Regions from separate parts of the Sus scrofa genome. Here region 1 is linked to region 2. A link is a contact called in public promoter capture Hi-C data. All regions are on one chromosome and are shown on one strand. Each heading gives the region's core, a stretch centred on a gene start, on an enhancer-like site or on the middle of the called end of the contact. The rest is flanking DNA. Distances are from core to core; before and after follow the strand shown.

Region 1 (4,776 bases), core at 2,261-4,760, 220 kb after region 2:
ATGTTGGGACAACCATATGATGGTGGGGCTTGGAAAAATGGGGAGAAAACTCATCAAGATTTTTCACTTAATATTTATGTAATTTATTTAAGTTATACCTTAACTTTAAAAAAAAGAAGGCGTTCCCTTCATGGCTCAGTGGTTAATGAACCTGACTAGGATCCATGAGGATGCATGCAGATTTGATCCCTGGCCTTGTTCAGTGGGTAGGGGATCCAGCATTGCCATGAGCTGCGGTGTAGGTCGCAGATGTGGCTTGGATCCCATGTTGCTGTGGTTGTGGTGTAGGCCGGCAGTTATAGTTTCGATTTGACCCCTAGCCTGGGAACTTCCACATGCTGCGAATGTGGCCCTAAAAAGCAAAATAAATAAATGAAATAATTAGATTAAATTAAATTAAAAGGAAAAGAAAAATGAAGGTTTTTTTTTCCTGTCTTTTTAGGGCTGCACTGCAGCATATGGAAGTTTCTAGGCTAAGGGTCTAATTGGAGCTACAGTTGCTGGCCTACACTACAGCTCATGGCAACGCTGGATCCTTAAGCCAGGATCAAACCTGGGTCCTCATGGATGCTAGTTGGGTTTGTTAACCACTGAGCCACGAGGGGAACTCTGCAAAATGAGAAGATTTTTGATACAGAAGAGGAGGAAAGACTTTTCAGGCAGGCACTAGGTAAGTTAATTGAAATAGCTCACACTTACTGAGTCCTTACAATAAGCCAAGCCCTTCACAAACAGCACTGGAAATAGTAATTCACTGAACTTTCATACAATCCCCATGAAGTACCTCTATTACTTGTGCTTGAAAGATGAGGAAACAGGAGTTCCCGTCGTGGCGCAGTGGTTAACGAATCCGACTAGGAACCATGAGGTTGCGGGTTCGGTCCCTGCCCTTGCTCAGTGGGTTAATGATCCGGCGTTGCCGTGAGCTGTGGTGTAGGTTGCAGACGCGGCTCGGATCCTGCGTTGCTGTGGCTCTGGCGTAGGCTGGCGGCCACAGCTCCGATTAGACCCCTAGCCTGGGAACCTCCATATGCCGTAGGACCGGCCCAAGAAATAGCAAAAAAAAAAAGAAAGATGAGGAAACAGAAGCACAGAGGTTGTCAAGGAACTTGCTCAAGGTTACACATCTAGCAAATGCAAGAATCAGGATCTGAGGCAGACAACCCAGCCCCTGGTTAAAGCAGGCAGGCTAGGATCACAAAGCAGTCACAATCACCAAAGATCTTTCAGACTGAGAGGCCTCTTCTCCTATTCTGGAATGTCCGCCATTTGGAGATTTTGTCAGACCAAGATCTATACAAATTAAGGTCCATCTCTAATTCATTCAAGGATCCAGCATGTCATTTCACATCCTCAATGAAGCTGCCACTTGCCCTCCTGAGTTGTCCTTTAGTGGCTCCAAACTAGATCTCTGCTGATTCTAGTCCGGTGGGGCTGGTAAAACAGCCTTTGAAGCTAGACCAGTTACTGGGCCTCTCAGGGAGGGGGCACACCCACCCACCAGAACTGGGGTTTCTCTATTTAGTCCAGATATGGGTGGTGACACCTATAGGTCACCAGAGACACCTATGGGTCATCAGAGACACCTATAGGTGACTCACATCTTATGTCCCCACTTCCTTCCTACACCCCTGCCAAGCTTACCCAGTCCTTTGGAAATGCCCCTTACTCATTCCCCTGCCTGTGGAAGATACAGTGGATGTGAAAGATAATGATACAACCAATGGAGACATGGGGAATAGGCTTTCCAAGGTCAATGCGGCAAACTTATCACAGAAGTGCAAAGTAAGTTTTAAGAACATGTCCAGCAAAGTGAAGGCTGGAAGTGGATTTGCAACTGGGGTTGGACAAAAAGAGACTTGGAGAAGAGAGAAAAAGTGATTTTTTTAAAAAAGTCCTCTCCGGGTCTATCTACAGGGATAGTAAGGAAGAAAAGAACACAGACAGAGTATCCCACACAGTCACAAGATTGTGTGGTCTGCTGTATCGTATTGAGAAAATCATGACACAAATACATAAGAAATGTGAGGAAGCCCTAAGAATGTCCCTATTTCAGTAAATACAGTTTGCTGGTGGATGTGAAATTAAGTTTCAGTAAATATAATCTGCTGATGGCAGTTTTTCAACATGTATTAAAAGCCTTACTTATGTGCCTACTCAATTCAATCCAACCTCAAGAAATGTGACATGTCCTGAGCTAGGTTCTGGGATGCAAGGTAAACAAGAAGACAAAGTACGTGGCCCCAGAAGTGCTGAGGAAGGATGAAGGAGGGGCAAAGGAGGGAGCACCAAAGGGATTTAACATAACTCAGAAAGTCAAGAAAGGGTGAAATGTCCTTCAAGTGAGGTTTGAAGGACAGGAAGGGTTTCCTTAGGCTGGAATGGACAACATGAAGCTCTGAGCAAACTGAGTAGTAGATGAAAAGGAAGTGATAAAAGTTGTGCATACACATATGAAAAGTGAGCCCAAAATGAGGTTGGCAAATAGGTAACTTCTTCAGACTTTAAAAGTCATGTTAAGGAGTCTGCACTTTGTTCAATAGTAAAAGGGAAGGTTGATGAGTGAATGTCCTGATCTTTGTTCTACTGTGTAATCTATTTTTTTTTTCTTGGCTATGCTTGCAGTATACGGAACTTCTCTGGCCAAGGGTCAAACCAGTGACCTGAGCCACAAGCAGTAGCAATGCCTGATGCTTAACTCTCTGAGCCACCAGGGAAACTCCTCTGTGTATTCTTCGACTCAGTAGTTCTACTTAAAGGAAATTATTCTAAGGAAATAATTATGAATTTGTGCAATGATATAGTTAAAAGGATCTTTCTAACATTTAGATTGTCTAGAATTACAAAATTTTTAAATAGCCTAAACGCCTTACAGTAGTGGTTTATATAAAGGAGGCTTTCATTTCACCCATATATTGGAATGCTATGTAGCTGCTAAAGATACTGTAGAAAAAGTATTTAGTGACATGTAAAGATGTCCACTAGATGCTGAATGCAAAATAAAGGCTCTATAAAATATATATATAACATAATTCTAGTTTTTTTGTGTGTGTATACAAACACACACACAAGGTATACAAAAGACACTGGAAGGCTATAAACCTAAATGTCAGCTTGTTTTTTCATGTGGGGATAAGGCTGACTTAAATGTTAAGCTTTGCATTATTTCTTCCAATTGTTCTACAACAAAATGTGCTATTTTTCTAATTTTAAAAACGTATATGTCTTACATGTCTAGGGGTTTCGTGGTGCCGGCCATATTCTATTTCTTGACCTCGACTGGGTTAACACTGGCCTTTTACTTTAGTAAAATGTAAACTTGTTTAACAAAGTTTCCTCTCTATGTTACATTTCGCGATTTAAAAAATGTTTAATACACACTTCACGCCTTTGTTTTTCAATATTTTATACATAGCCCCGAGTCTCCAGTACAGTGTTACAAAATAGCGGAGGGAAATTGACATTTGACCACAAACCTAGGTTGGTTTAACCCATCTGGCTGCCGTGAACTTCAAGTCCCAGAATGCACTGCGGCCGACACACCGGGAACTACGGAGTCGGAGAGGGGGCCAGGGAGCCCCCGGTCCTTTCCCTCCCAGAAGCCCGCGGGCGCCTCAGAACGGTGTTCGTATCATGGCCGCGGGAGCCGGGACGGCAGGCCCTGCTTCCGGCCCGGGCGTCGTGCGTGACCCGGCGGCGTCACAGTCGGGGAAGCGTCCCGGCAGAGAGGGCGGGGAGGGCGCGCGGCGATCGGACGCGATGGCGGGAGGAGGCGGGAGCAGCGATAGCAGCGGGCGGGCGGCAGGCAGGCGGACGTCCCGCAGCGGCGGGCGGGCTCGGCGGGGGCGCCACGCGCCGCGGCTGGGGGGCGCCGCGGAGCGGGGCGCGGGGGAGGCGCGGCTGGAGGAGGCAGTCAACCGCTGGGTGCTCAAGTTCTACTTCCACGAGGCGCTGCGGGCCTTTCGGGGTAGCCGGTACGAGGACTTCAGGCAGATCCGGGACATCATGCAGGGTGAGGGCCGAGCCGGGAAAGGGAGGCTGGGGGGCTCCTGGGAAGGAGATCTGCGGGGCCCGAGCGTCGGGGCTGGGGGTCGCCGTGCCAACGATGTCTTCTTTCCTAGCTTTGCTTGTCAGGCCCTTGGGGAAGGAGCATACCGTGTCTCGGCTGCTGCGGGTTATGCAGTGTCTGTCGCGCATTGAAGAAGGGGAGAATTTAGGTATGGCTATTTTTATGTTCTTTTCTGGGCTTATTTAGGGTTATGTTGTTTTCAAACTTACATCCGGGACTGAAAGATTCACGATTAAAGTGGGCTGCTATGTTTCGATACAGTGGTCTTTTTCCTTCTAGGATGAGTTTATTCTCTAGTTCTAGTTTTCTACAGTTGGGATTCTCTTGGCTGCTTTTCTCTGTTTTTTTATTTCCTCCCACCTGTTTCTTGCTCGCCCCAACTTTGTTGCTATCTGAAGTGAGTTATGTGAAGATGACCATTTTTCCTCCATAGTGGTGTGTTTTAAAGAACACTTTTTCTCCCCCGGAATTGAACCTCACAGCTGTTTAGCAAAACGGCCTTCAGTTTCTGGCCATTTGTATCTGAGGAAGATGTGAGTATGCTGAAATTTAGATGCAGATGAATGTGTTAAAAAATAAATTTTTTTACCTGTCTTGAAAATTACTGAAAATCACTTGAAATTCATTAATTTGAATCTGGACCGTTAACATGTTTGTAAGTCTGCAGCCAGTATACCAGCAAATTAAATGCAAATCTTAACTATATT
Region 2 (5,160 bases), core at 1,193-3,692:
TAAAGCCATGAAAACAAAAATAGTCTTACTTTATGCTAAAATGTTAAGCTGGGAATTTTTCTCATGTTATCTTTTTTTTTTTTTTTTTCCCTTTCTTATGACCACACCTGGGGCATATGGAAGTTCCTGGGCTAGGGGTCAAATCAGAGCTGCAGCTACAGGGCTATGCCACAGCCACAGCAACACCAGATCTGAGTCACATGTGTGACCTATGCTGAAGCCTGCAGCAACGCCAGATCCTTAACCCACTAAAAGAGGCCAGGGATCGAGCTGCATCCTCACAGGGACAGTGTTGGGTCTTTAACCCATTGTGCCACAACAGGTATTATCTTTTAAATCAGTTAGATAGAGGAGAAAGGAATGAAATTCTAGATTATAAACACAGACTATAAAGAAAGAGAATGGGAATTGATAATGGAAAGGCAATTTCCCGAGGAAAGACTTACTTAGAAAACAAAAGTATAATCCCTACTAGATTTTTTTTTTAAAAGAATCTAGTAGATTATAAAAGAATCTAAGAGAATGATTACAAAGTTTCTTTTTGGGATGGTAAAAATCACCAAATTAGATTATGGCAATGGTTACACAACTCTTTAAATATACTAACCACCACTGAATATGTACACCTTAAATGGGTGAACTTTACATGAAAATTACACATGGATAATGCTGTTTTTAAAAAAAGAGAAAGAGGAGTTCCCGTCATGGTGCAGAGGAAACGAATCCAACTAGGGACCATAAGGTTGCGGGTTCAATCCCTGGCCTCGCTCACTGGGTTAAAGATCCAGCATTGCCATGAGCTGTGGTATAGGTTGCAGACATGGCTCGGATCTGGCATTGCTGTGGCTCTGGCATAGGCCAGCAGCAACAGCTCCGATTAGACCCCTAGCCTGGGAGCCTCCATATGCTGCAAGTGTGGCCCTACAAAGACAAAAAGACAAAAAAAAAAAAAAAAGAAGAAGAAGAAGAAGAAAGAGGAATAGAACAAGGACAAGTGAGAAGTGCAAGAGCAAGCTAGGTCTCTCAATGTTCCTAATAAACTTCATGGACAAAAATATCTCTTCCCGGAGTTCCCACTATGGAGCAGTAGTGATTCACAGTTGCAGCTCATATTCATTCCCTGGCCTGGGAACTTCCATATGCCCTGGGTGCAGCCAAAAAAGAAAAAGAAAAAAGAAAAAAAAATTCTTCATATAGCTTCTATTTGTGAAAAGTGAAATTATGGAGGCTAAGCTACAAATTAACCTAATTTGCTTTTTAAGGCTCTTCTACTGGAGGATCAGGAAAATGCTACGGGCATAGTTATCCTACATTCAGTAAAATATCTGATGAAAATCTTAAAAAGTTCTTATGAACAAAATGAAGAAATACAGACTTCATAAAACATATGACTCTAACCAACAGTAACCAAAATGCATAGGTTCAACCTTGAGGGAGATCGCTACTACATCAACAACTTGAACAAAAATATGGAATTTGCAAATGACACAGGCTTAAGGGGGATATATCATAATTCATCACAGATCAAGAAAAGCTAGAATATGTGCCCAAGGGAATAAAGTGAAATTTAATAACGTTCAATGTAACAGCTGGTAAAAACTTCTCTTGTGCAATGTACTCAAATTCACCCACTCTCACTCTTTTTGAAAATCTAGAAATGATTTTACTTTTGTTTTCTAAGGAATTATTCTCTTGCTCTTCCAGAATTAGGGTGACTACTGTCTTATTTTTTTTTCTATGAATGTTGCTAATAATTTATGCAATAACAATGCTAAATCAACTCACTTAATAGTTCATTATGAATTTAAGTTGACCAAAATCCCATATAAGTGTACTGCTTAAGTATCCATGTAGTAGACTTAGGTCAAGTATGATATAATAAAAAATTATGTTGGAGTTCCCATCATGGTGCAGTGGTTAACGAATCCAACTAGGAACCATGAGGTTGCGGGTTCAATCCCTGGCCTGGCTCAGTGAGTTAAGGATCCGGAGTTGCTGTGAGCTGTGGTGTAGGCTGCAGACAAGGCTCGGATCCCGTGTTGCTATGGCTCTGGCGTAGGCCAGCGGCTACAGCTCCGATTCGACCCCTAGCCTGGATACCTCCACATGCTGCGGAAGAGGCCCTACAAAAGGCAAAAAGACAAAAATAATAATAATTATTATTATTTATGTTAACATAAACTACTAACAAGTGTATGAAATAAGAAATAAGGCAGAAAAAGGAAGAAGCTCAGAAGACAGAATTTGTCTTGTGTTGGTACAATGGTGCAGAGCCTAGGGCGATTAGGGGAAAGGTAGAAATGGAGGAAAGAAATCATTTTCAGATATTGAAAGCAAACTAATGCTTCCCACTGTCAGGTGCAAAGTTGAACTGTTGGCTGGCTTGTTTGTTTAGGCATTCAGTAAACTCTTAACTGATCCATTTATGTCACTGGTCATTTCTGGGTCAATCTGGTCTTTTACCCTTCAACACTGGCTACCTGGGGGTAGAAGTTTCACCACACTGCATTCAACTCAAGATAGAAATCCTATCCTGAGGGCACAAGGCAGTGAAAGAAAAGGAAAAACTGGTAACTTAACAGTGCAGCACTTTCTTTTTTTCTTCTCAATCAGTAATTGTTCTTTAACTGCTGATCAACCAAATACCGCTCTCTACTATTTCATTCCGCATGTTGCTCAGTTGTAGCAAAAGATGAAAAGACTTCAATCCCCAGACTCCCTTACTTTTCCCCAGAAGTGCCCAGGGTGATAAAACAAAGCAAACAGCTGAGAAAAGGCATGCTTTTCTAGTTCTTCCCTTTGCAAAGCAACAACATTAATAATACAATTACAGCTTCCATTTATTGAGCACTTGGGGGAGGGAAAAGCACTACGCACGGTTTGTTATATACATATTCTCATTTAATTTCAAAACAATTGTGAGGTAGGTTTTACCAATAAAGAATGTGAAACCTGCATAATAATTTAAAAAAAAAAAAGCAAAGAAAACAGAGAGAGGAAAAAAAACACATATGATAAAAAAAAAAGAAGGAAAGGATAAATACAAAGGTTACCACAATGGCTTCCTTTTAAGGGGAGACAAGGATATAGGACAAAGGAGCAACAGAAATAAGTTGGGCTGGACAGTGGGCTCATGAATGTCCTTTTTACTAAAATATACAATGTAATCAAATCAATAAATACAATAAAAATTAAGGCTATGCATGGACAGTGAGCTGACTCATGGAGTTGCTCTAAGGCTTCAATAAGATGATGTCAAAAAGAACTCTGTTGGAGTTCCCATCGTGGCGCAGCAAAAAGAACTCTGTAAATTATTATTTCTTTTTTAGGAATGTTTTATCACAACCTTACCTTTGTTGATCTGATAGCTAGCATTCAATGTTTAACTGCTTTAGGGTCAGAAAGTAAAGACCAGAATTGTCAGAGCCCACTGATTAACTTTTCTAAGGACACTCATTAACTTTCAGGTAACAAAACAAACAAAAGTTGTAAACAACTAATATTACAGACTTAACTTCAGAGATGAACAATAAAAGGTGGGGTGGGAAACTCTGTAAATAACATGTTTCCACTCAATTGTCAAGCAAGTAGCTAAATGGAAATATGTGTGGTAAAAAAAGGATGATACTGGGAGTTCCCATTGTGGTGCAGCGGAAACAAATCCAACCAGGAGCCATGAGGTTTTGGGTTCGATTCCTGGCCTCGCTCACTGGGTTGGGGATCTGGCGTTGCTGTGAGCTGTGGTGTAGGTTGCAGATATGGCTCGGATCTGGCGTTGCTGTGGCTCTGGTATAGGCCGGCAGCTGTAGCTCTGATTTGACCCCTAGCCGGGAACCTCCATATGCTGTGGGTGAAGCCCTCAAAAGACCAAAAAAAAAAAAGAGAGATGATACTTTATGTTGGAAATGCTTTAAAAAATTAAAAGGTGAATTAATACTTAGCACATGTATTAGTTATTCAAATAATGAATGCTCCCTGATATGAGATGCAAACACTCTAATACTAGAAAATGTATTTATAAATGTTCATATCTTGTTTTCAAAAGGGGTACTTTTAAAAAAACTCTATTTACAAGGCTACTTTACTTTAGCACCTGAAAGTGTAAAAAGACTTTCAAAAAGTTCTTTCAGGGAGTTCTCTTGTGGCTCAGAGGGTTAGGAATCAAGCACTGTCACTGCAGTGGTTTGGGTCACTGCTGTGGCATGGGTTTGATCCTTAGCCCTAGGAACTTCCACAGGCCTCAAGTGCAGCCAAAAAAAAAAAAAGTTCTTACAAACGGTTTGGGAACTAATTGCCTTATTCTTCTATGTCTCTATTAACTATCTCAACAAGCTGGTGAATCTGAAGACTATGGTTTCACATCAGACATTCTAAAATAAAATTCCTGGCACCTCCACTGTGCCAACATAGTTCTGCATTGAAGAGAGAGAGTATTCATTCTGTTAAAAACACTTCGGGCTTGACAGTCATCACACTTGGCATCTCCACTGGAAAATGTACTGGCTGCAAGTCTACTGGATATTTGGTTTCTAAAAGACTATTAAGTCCAAGAATAACTGGTAGGTGATGCTCTTTTTTAACAAATATTTCTGATCTAAGTTTAAGTCCATTTACTAGTTTCCGGTTACTTATATCACTACTTCTTGACTGTATTTTATTATTGTTTTCCTCAAGCTAGTGTTCTACAGTAATTTTAAATAATATACAGCAACACAGATTACAATAATTTGGGGAATAGGAAAAATAACTTGAGTTCCACAATTATTTTAATATGGCATGTCATTTTTTTCTACGTATTAACTTTTCACTTTAAAACTTCACAATTATTTTCTACACAACTTTTTTTTCATTTTATTACTCAAATGAATTTATCACATACTATACAACTTCTTAACACTTATGAGGCATAGAATGAAGTATACTATTTAACCATTTTGGTTATATACTTTCTTAATTTACTCATATTATTTTCAGAAGTTACTTAAGTTTGTTCTAGAAGGAACAAGACTTTCAAAGTCCTATCTATGACATAACTATTGAGTAAAACCTTTATGAAGGAAAAAGGTTGGTGCAGTGGAAATGAATCTGACTAGTATCCATGAGGATGCAGGTTCAATCCCTGGCCTTGCTCAGTGGGTTGGGGATCCAGTGTTGCCATGA

What was found. Promoter capture Hi-C pulls out the DNA fragments that hold promoters and counts their contacts.
Region 1: a contact with region 2 is called in a promoter capture Hi-C map of liver, with 4 times the contacts expected there. The contact joins the promoter of TERF2 here to the enhancer-like site in region 2. A contact is called at or near these places in 4 of 5 promoter capture datasets (fetal liver, fetal skeletal muscle, liver and 1 more), 9 of 47 Hi-C or Micro-C datasets (embryonic fibroblasts, fetal skeletal muscle, liver and 5 more) and 1 of 2 datasets of contacts at active chromatin or transcription factors (alveolar macrophages).

The regions. Positions count from the first base shown.
Region 1 is chr6:17,602,238-17,607,013 of Sscrofa11.1, forward strand. It overlaps TERF2 (telomeric repeat-binding factor 2), which reads left to right and starts at 3,511. Exons shown (of 10, transcript XM_003126908.4): 1 at 3,511-4,012; 2 at 4,122-4,217. The coding sequence starts at 3,634.
Region 2 is chr6:17,382,294-17,387,453 of Sscrofa11.1, forward strand. All of the region lies in intron 1 of NFAT5 (nuclear factor of activated T-cells 5), which reads right to left. Among named protein-coding and RNA genes, the nearest start is that of NFAT5, 50 kb to the right of the region's middle. Within about 2 kb of position 2,443, at least 3 of the 83 cell types and tissues checked have an H3K27ac peak or open chromatin away from gene starts, as enhancers often do. A contact at or near this core is called in fetal liver and liver, where this site is marked.